Linked DNA regions of Callithrix jacchus: region 1 is linked to region 2. Evidence: chromatin contacts called from public Hi-C data. All regions are on one chromosome and are shown on one strand. Each heading gives the region's core, a stretch centred on a gene start, on an enhancer-like site or on the middle of the called end of the contact. The rest is flanking DNA. Distances are from core to core; before and after follow the strand shown. Region 1 overlaps LOC144577456. Region 2 holds the start of FOXN3 (forkhead box N3).

The links. A called contact is a pair of places that touch in the nucleus more often than the background predicts.
Region 1: a Hi-C map of skeletal muscle shows a contact between it and region 2, with 2.5 times the contacts expected there. The contact joins the enhancer-like site here to the promoter of FOXN3 in region 2. A contact is called at or near these places in 2 of 3 Hi-C or Micro-C datasets (both in skeletal muscle).

The regions. Positions count from the first base shown.
Region 1 is chr8:124,378,868-124,382,734 of calJac240_pri, reverse strand. The region is part of intron 1 of LOC144577456; the gene reads left to right. Among named protein-coding and RNA genes, the nearest start is that of FOXN3, 83 kb to the right of the region's middle. Within about 2 kb of position 1,829, at least 8 of the 16 cell types and tissues checked have an H3K27ac peak or open chromatin away from gene starts, as enhancers often do. A contact at or near this core is called in skeletal muscle, where this site is marked.
Region 2 is chr8:124,295,957-124,299,542 of calJac240_pri, reverse strand. It overlaps FOXN3 (forkhead box N3), which reads left to right and starts at 1,253. Exons shown (of 7, transcript XM_078335590.1): 1 at 1,253-1,589.

The DNA of each region.
Region 1 (3,867 bases), core at 580-3,079, 83 kb before region 2:
TTTGAATTATAAACCAGGGACTTGAACCCTGGAATGCACCACACCCCAGTGGGTAGACACAATGTGCCTTTCTAAATAAGGTGATCCAAAATAAAATGAATGTTGGAGCTTTCCATATATGCCCATGCATAGTCTGAGCAGTCCAGAGATGGGAAGGGAAATTTGTGTCTTCTATGGGAGTCGGTTTTTGGTTTTATTTTATTTTATTTTATTCTGTTGGAACAAGGTCTCACTTTGTGGCCCAGGCTAGAGTGCAGCGGTGCTCTCTCACCCCACTGCAACCTCAACCTCTGCTTCCTGGGCTCAAGTGATCCTTCTGCCTCAGTTTCGCAAGCAGCCCGACTAAAAGATCTCACTGTATTTTCCAGTCTGGGCTTAAATTCCTGGGCTCAAGCGTTCCTCTTGCCTCGGCCTCCCAAAGTGCTGAGATTATAGGTGCAAACCTTGGGAAACTTTTTAATGGTGGCTCATACTGAAGGCAGCTCCTTTCTCAGAGGACAAGCTCCTCTGCCCACTTGTACCCCCACTTCAGTGGAATGTTAAGACCTATCTTTGTGGGGGATGGGAGGGCAGACCCTGTCCCCATGCCCTGGCTTGCCTGGCATGTGGCCCATGTGTCCTGGGGCTTCTGCATATGATAGCTGTGTGATACCACCTGTGCTTGGTCCCCTAGGCCAAGGGGACCAAATAGCACTGGAAGGAGAGGGTTTATGTGACGTTCTGTTATTGTGTCTGAAGGACCTTGGAAAACTTGGATCAGTAACCTGGGACTCTGACCCTGGAGATCAAAAAGTTTCAGTGAACTACGTGGATGACCAGTTCTTTTGTTTTTTGGGCAGTGGTGGAGCAGGCCCTTCCAACAGTCAGCATGTTTGTGTATTTTTTTCATTATACAGAAGTATTTTCCAGTGTAGAAACAAACCAAAACAAAATACCCGTCTATGTCATGCTATTTTAACTCTTTCATAATAGTAGAAAAACATGTTAACCTAAGTGTAAAGCGCTAGGCCGAACTCGTCATTGGAATGTGAAATCTTGGCAGTACTTAGAGGAAACTCAATTGCTTGCTTTCAAAGGGCCAGGAAGTTGATTTAGAAAAAAATAAATTTGAGAGATTCCCAAATAGTGGCAAGGTGCAATGACTAAGAGAAAAATGAAGGTACAGACGGATCTTATTCCCAGTCGTAAATGGTGGTAAAATTGTCCAAATAAACCTCCCGAGGCAGAGCTCATTTGGAGTCTCTGTTGCCCGAGGACTTCTGCTGATTCCCAGAGACCACAGCATGAAAGGCTGGCAGCCAGGGCTCGCCACTTTGAGTTCCTTTCCAGCCTCTGGTCTCACTATGCCTTCTTTTCCTTGGGCCTCCTGTGCCCCTGTCCTTGAGTCCTGAATACTGTGCCCCAACCGCGCTTAGAAACATATAGGCCTTTGCTCTCACTGTTACCTCTGTCCAGATGCTTATAGTCCCGTCTTTACTTTGCAAGGCCCAGCTTAAATTCTGCTTCCTCTGTAAAACCTTACCGATCTCCCCCTTCCATTGAAATGATTTCTTCATCCTTCATGTTCACTTAACCATTTCCTTGTCAATGATTATAGCGCATATTTCATCATATTAAGATTAGCTGTGTATCTCCTTAACTAACATGTAAGTGTATTAAAGACAAGAGCCATGAATTTGTAGGATTTGCCATACCTAGAACAATACTGAAATGGAACTGTTGGATTTAGTTGAATTTTTAAAACCTTGTAAAGATATGCATTGTTGACCAGTCCTCAAATGCTCATGTTCTTTGCTCAAAAGGAGTTTGTTGGCTACTGAGATTCCTAAGGCTGTGTCTGCCACAGCAGCAAGCATCTGGACCCATTCAGCCACTTTCAGATGCTTCCAAACTTCCTGCTGTTTGGTATCGGCTAAGCACACGGAACAAACCAGGTGAATGGCTATCCTTTTCGTATTCATAGAATCATTAGATTTTAGAGCCGGAAGGGACCTCAGGGAACTAAATTCATATTATAGAGGAGAGAATTTTAAAACTGACTGTCAAGTGACTACTCCAAAGCCACAGAGTTCGTTATCGCCTCAGCTGTGTGGACTTAGCTTAGCTGGCAATAGCTCTACATGCTGCTGTCTGCGGAGCCTTCTTGGCATGGCCTTGGGTTCCGTTTAAGGCATCAGGGATCAGCTGGTGCTTTCTGCCCATGTCTGGCTTGCTTTCTATATGTAAACACCATCATCCGACAACCGTTAACCACTCTTGGCTAAACGCTGATATCACTGGGATAGAATTAAAAACAAAAGTGGACTGGGAGTTGAGCTCAGGGGAACCGGGAGCAAAGCTAACAATTCATTAGCCGTTGCTGAGGACACAGCAGCTGCTGAATTCAGTCAAGTTCAGACCCTTAAAAAGAGTGGAAAAAAGAAAGCACATGCCTCCAGCGCCTGGGCACTGCGTGCCGGGCCAGCTGGGCGCAGCACTGTGGCAAAAAGATCTCTTCATTTTCAGAAATCTGAGCCCCTGACCTTGCAGACAGGGAGGGAATGTGGCTGCAACTTGACTGCATTTGGCGTTACGTTTTACCTCTGCCTGCTCTTGTATCAGTCACAGCTCCTGTGTGAAGTCCTTGAGGATCTGAGGAAAGAACCAGCCCTCCAAGCTGACATAGGAGCGAGCTGTCTCGGGAAAGATGTGTGTGCGTGTGAGTGTGTTTGTGTGTAAAGGCTTGCATCTGAGGCTGACAGGCTTTTTAAGAGGAACTCTGGGTTTCTATGTAAATGTGTGCCTCTTCTTGCCCAGAGTTAGCCTGTTAAGGGAATAAAGCGCAATTCAGGTTTCCGAGTTGGAAGCCTGATTAATCTCTCTGCCAGTTACATATGGAAATAAATTAGTAAATGGTCCATCTGGGACTAAACTACTGCAGAGATGATAAATTATTGCCATCGTATATGTCGGTGTTGCTGAAGACTGAGTTGTGCTCACCAGGAGCTGCTAAAAGATAACTGGATGCTCTGTCGTGGTTAGAGGAACAAAAAAAATTTTTTTTTAATTACAAGTAAAAGATTTACCTTGAAATGCTTCTTGGGAGAATGGTTAGGCTGATGCCAAGTTTGCTCCTCAGAACTGCTGTATCTGCAAATATTTAAAAGGAGAATCTCAAGGGCATCAGAAACACATTGCTTTTATATTTTCAAAGGCCAGTAGGATAACCAGTGTTAATTAGTAGCCAGATGCCTAGATGAGGAAGATAATTCGGTACCTCTGGATGGTACAGCACTTTATAATTTTCACAGCAACTTCATTTCTGTTTTCTTATTTAAATTTCCAAGAAGGTGGGGTAGGTCAGTGCCTCTTTTTCTTGACAGATGAAAAACTGAGGTTGAAGGAGTTTAGTGCCTTGTCCATAATGACTCAGAAAGGAATGGCAAAGCTGGCATGGGTAAGCAGAGACTGCCAGTTCTGAATTCAGCTTCATTTCAATCCGAGCCTTGGGGTGACATGAAAACTATTTTCAGTACCCCCTTCTTCACCTATCAACATCAGGAAATAAAACCTTCTATTTCTGTCCATTTTCTAGGTGCAAAGCCATACTAACTTGATCATGAAAGGTATTTTTTCCTCTAATTGGAGATGTTGAGTATTAATTTAACTTTTTCGGTGAATAAGTCATACCCCTCTCAACCTGAGTGACAGTATTTTTTTTTTAAAAGCTAAAACCAGAGTTGTCCTCAGGGGCTGTCGAGGGTGGTAACATTTTGCCCCTTTGCAGAATGGCCCGAGGCGACTGTAACTTCCAGATTCTTGTACCTGCTTTAAAATTGTGTGTGTGTTTTTCCTCCTGGACAAACCCTCTGCTCTTAATCCTTGAAG
Region 2 (3,586 bases), core at 4-2,503:
GAAGACCTGCCACCTGCCATCTTGAACCTTTGGTAGGGGGAATGAATCTTAGATGGAGGGGCTTATTTTTTGAGATAGAAAAATTTTTCAGAAGACTAGCTGGTGTTTCCCTTCACCCCTCCTTTTGGCTAGGTTTAAAAGTACTGCATGCTAGACAGCTTTCACTCCAGGCCCACTGGCTGGTTTTTCTGCAGTTTTCATGTAGCTCACAATGTCCTGTCCACCGGCTCAGGAGTGGGTGGCAGGAAGGGCGCCCTGGGCTTTTCCTCTGTAGAGGAAACAACCAGTTTGGCTACCTGGGAGAGATGTGCAATCACATTTTTATTTTTGTCACCACCAGGGTGTCCTGTTGGACACTCTCCTCTCATCCTCTCCCAAGGCGGCTGGTTGGTGTGGCTTTAGCAGCGGGTGCTATTCTTTGGAGCTGCCAAGAGGCTTAGAGTGGTGGCTGCACCATTTCGCTGGGTGGCTTGCGGATTGTCAGTCTGGTTCCTGAGAGCTCAAATGAGATGGAAATGAGACCTGTTTTCGCTCTAGGCCGGCCGGGGCGTTCCGCACAACCCACTGGAGAGGCCCCACCGGCGTGGCCTTTAGGACGTGCCTCTTGCCCTGTAATGGCCATCCGCCCTCCTTCGGGAGACACGCGGCCACCTGGGTGGGACTCCGCGGTGCCTACCTCCAGGACACGAGGTGGGCGCTGGGAGAGGGCTCTGAAGGCCCTGGGGGTCCTACCAGGACGCAGCACTGGGGAGAAGTGGAATCTCCTCTTCTCACCCCCACAAGCCTCGCCCGCATCGTAATTCTTTTTATTTTTACTTTCGAGCCATGTAAGGCATGCAGATGGGGTAGGAGCGTTCCAGCGACACGTTGCCAGCAGCGCAGCGCCGGCCCGCCCGTGTGGCCGGAGCCCAGAGAGGGGAGAGGGCACGCGCCGCCCGCCCCACCTGCTCCGCCGCCCACGGTCGCGGCCGTCCCGGGTCGCGGGACCCGCGCCGGTCACCCCCGCCCCGCGGGGCCCAGCAGGCGAGGCCGCGCGGCTCGGTCCTGGCTGCGTCCAGGGGGTGCGGGGGGCGCGGGCAAGGGCCGCCCTGGCGGGTCCGTGCCCCGCGCCCCAGGCCGCTGGCGGCCAGGCCCACGTTTTCCCTCTCTCCGACTCCCTCCGCCCTCCGCTCCGTCCCTCCCTCCGCCCTCCTCCCTCCCCTCGCTTCCCCTCCTCCTGCCTGGTCATGTGTCGCCTTTTTTTGTTTGCAGTGGAAACAATTTCTCGCCGCTCGGCGCGCCCCGGCCCGACGCGCCGCGGCGGAGGCGAGCGGGAGGCGGGACGGGGCGGGGAGAGCGGCGGGGCCGGCGGGAGGACGCGCGGCGTGCCCGGCGGACGCCGCAGGTCCCATGCCGCGCCGCGACCCCCGCACCCCTGCCGCCCGTGCCCGCGGCCGCCCCCCGCCGCCCGCCGCCCCGGGCTCGCCGCGCCGCGCCCGCGCGTCCTTAGCGGGGCCACCGAGCGATGCCCGCCGGGCGCCCGCGAAAGTTTGTCGGCTCCCGCTGAAGGGCAGCGGCGCCCCCGCGCCCCCGCGCCCCGCTCCGGCCAGGTGAGTTTGCGCCCCGCTCCCGCCGGCTCCCGCGTGTGCTCCGGGGGACCCGGGGCGGAGGGCGCGTCCGAAACGGTGCTGGAGACTACCTCGCGGCTCTTGGAAGACGAGGGACCCCGCAGGTCCTGAGGGGAGGGCCGGGTGGGGGTCCCGAGAGCCCCCGAGCCGGGAAGTTGCCGGGTCGGAAGAGTTTCCTGCCTCGACGTGCCTGCTGCTTCCCGGTGCCTCGGTTTCCGAAAAGACGCCCGCAAGGAACAGAGTTGGTATTGTCTGCAGAGGACGGGGTCCCCGCCGTTCCGGGCCGGGGAGGGGGTGCCGATCAAGAGGAGACCCCAAGATGAGAAACAGGCTCCTAACAAAGATTCCCCCCCCGCCCCCAAACTGTGCAGACTTGGCACAGGCAACGAACGTCTCCGGAGACCCCCGAAGCCCGACCCCCCTCATCCCGGCCCTCTTGGAAACCCTCCTTGGGCCGTGGATAAGTTGGGGGACGGCGGGCTTTTATTGATTTGTTTTCGAGGCTCGCCGTGGTGCGGCCAATAAAAGGTTTATGACATCTGACCGGCAGTGAAGGTATGCGAGCTCCCAATTGCCTGTATACGCGGAGAAGAGCAGTTTTCCCCGTTGCCTGGCAACGCCGCTGATTGACACGGGGCGCAGCCAATCGCCGCTCCCGCAGGTCCCCTTGAAATGTTTTTGACAAGTACAGTAGACGAGAGTGAAGCGCGTGCGCGCGCGCGCGCGTCCTGAGAGTGGGGCGGGGGGTGACCCGGCCCCCTAAACTCGCGACTGCCCTGCTCCGCTCTGCGAGGATTTCGTAACTTTTAGAAGTTCGCATCGAACATCTGTTCAGAGCTGGGCCAGTAATGGCTTTGTCAGTTATTTGGAGACATTCTGATTACTAGGCGAGAAACTAAGCTTTCCTGCCGTATTTTCTCCTTAAAAAAAATAAAAAGGATAACAAAACACAGCAAGTCATAAAAAAAAACAAAAGTGTGTGTGTGTGTGTGTGTGTAGAGAAAAGTTGTAAGGAGGTCACCAGTGAATAACTATTTGCGTATCTGGTGGAGCAGCCTTGTTGGCAGCAGATTAAAAATGTTTGCTTAACTGCAACTCACATGATCCAGATTTTTTTCCCCTCTAAAACAGGAGGAAAAAAAGATTTGGCGAATTCTGTAGTTAGAGTATAATAATGGAAAACTCCTCAGCTGTGGTTTCTGCGAACTGTGTTTTTTTGTTTGTTTCTGTTTCTGTTTTTTTTTTTTTTTTTTTTTTTTAACATGGAACTGTAGTGATCAGCAGCTCTTCACACTGTTGCTATAAAATGCGGGATTTATAGGGATGCAGTGAGCAGTTGGAGGGCACAGGGACCCAGCACAAAGTGCGCACACGATCTAAGGGTGCTGAACTCCCATGACCCTCTCTTCTTGACAGTGCCATTTTTTTCTTCTAAAACCATATTGCTGGCAGTGTTTGTTTAAAACAAAAGGAAACATGGAGAATAGCGTGTTAGTTCCTCTGGGAAGCTACTGACAAATAAGCAAATTAAAAAGAAAGAGAGCAGCATGTTGTCATAGCAACAGTGCAATTAAATTACTTTACTGTCAGCCATGATATAATTTTCCTGTTTGGAAGCTCAGGAGACATAAAACTTTCATTTGGAGCTAAAGTTGACTTCAGTAGCTCGGTAGTTCTCTTTTATACTCTACTGTGTGCATATTTTGGTCATCAGAAAATTTTCTGATGGGATCTGAGGAAACTTGAAGAAAGACAAGTGGTGCTTTATTTCATTCATAAAGAAGTTAAAAGTAGGATGGGACCAGACTCTGTTGTATCCTCAAGCCTAAAGATCCTAGCTTGTTTTTTCTCTGAAATGTGTCGGAGTAATCGCCTTATTTGACAGAAGGAAATACTCGCTGTGAGTGAACTCGAAGCATCTGGAGCATCCTGCCTGGTCTGTACTGCGATGCCTCATGAAGTTTTCTCTCCTTAAGAGT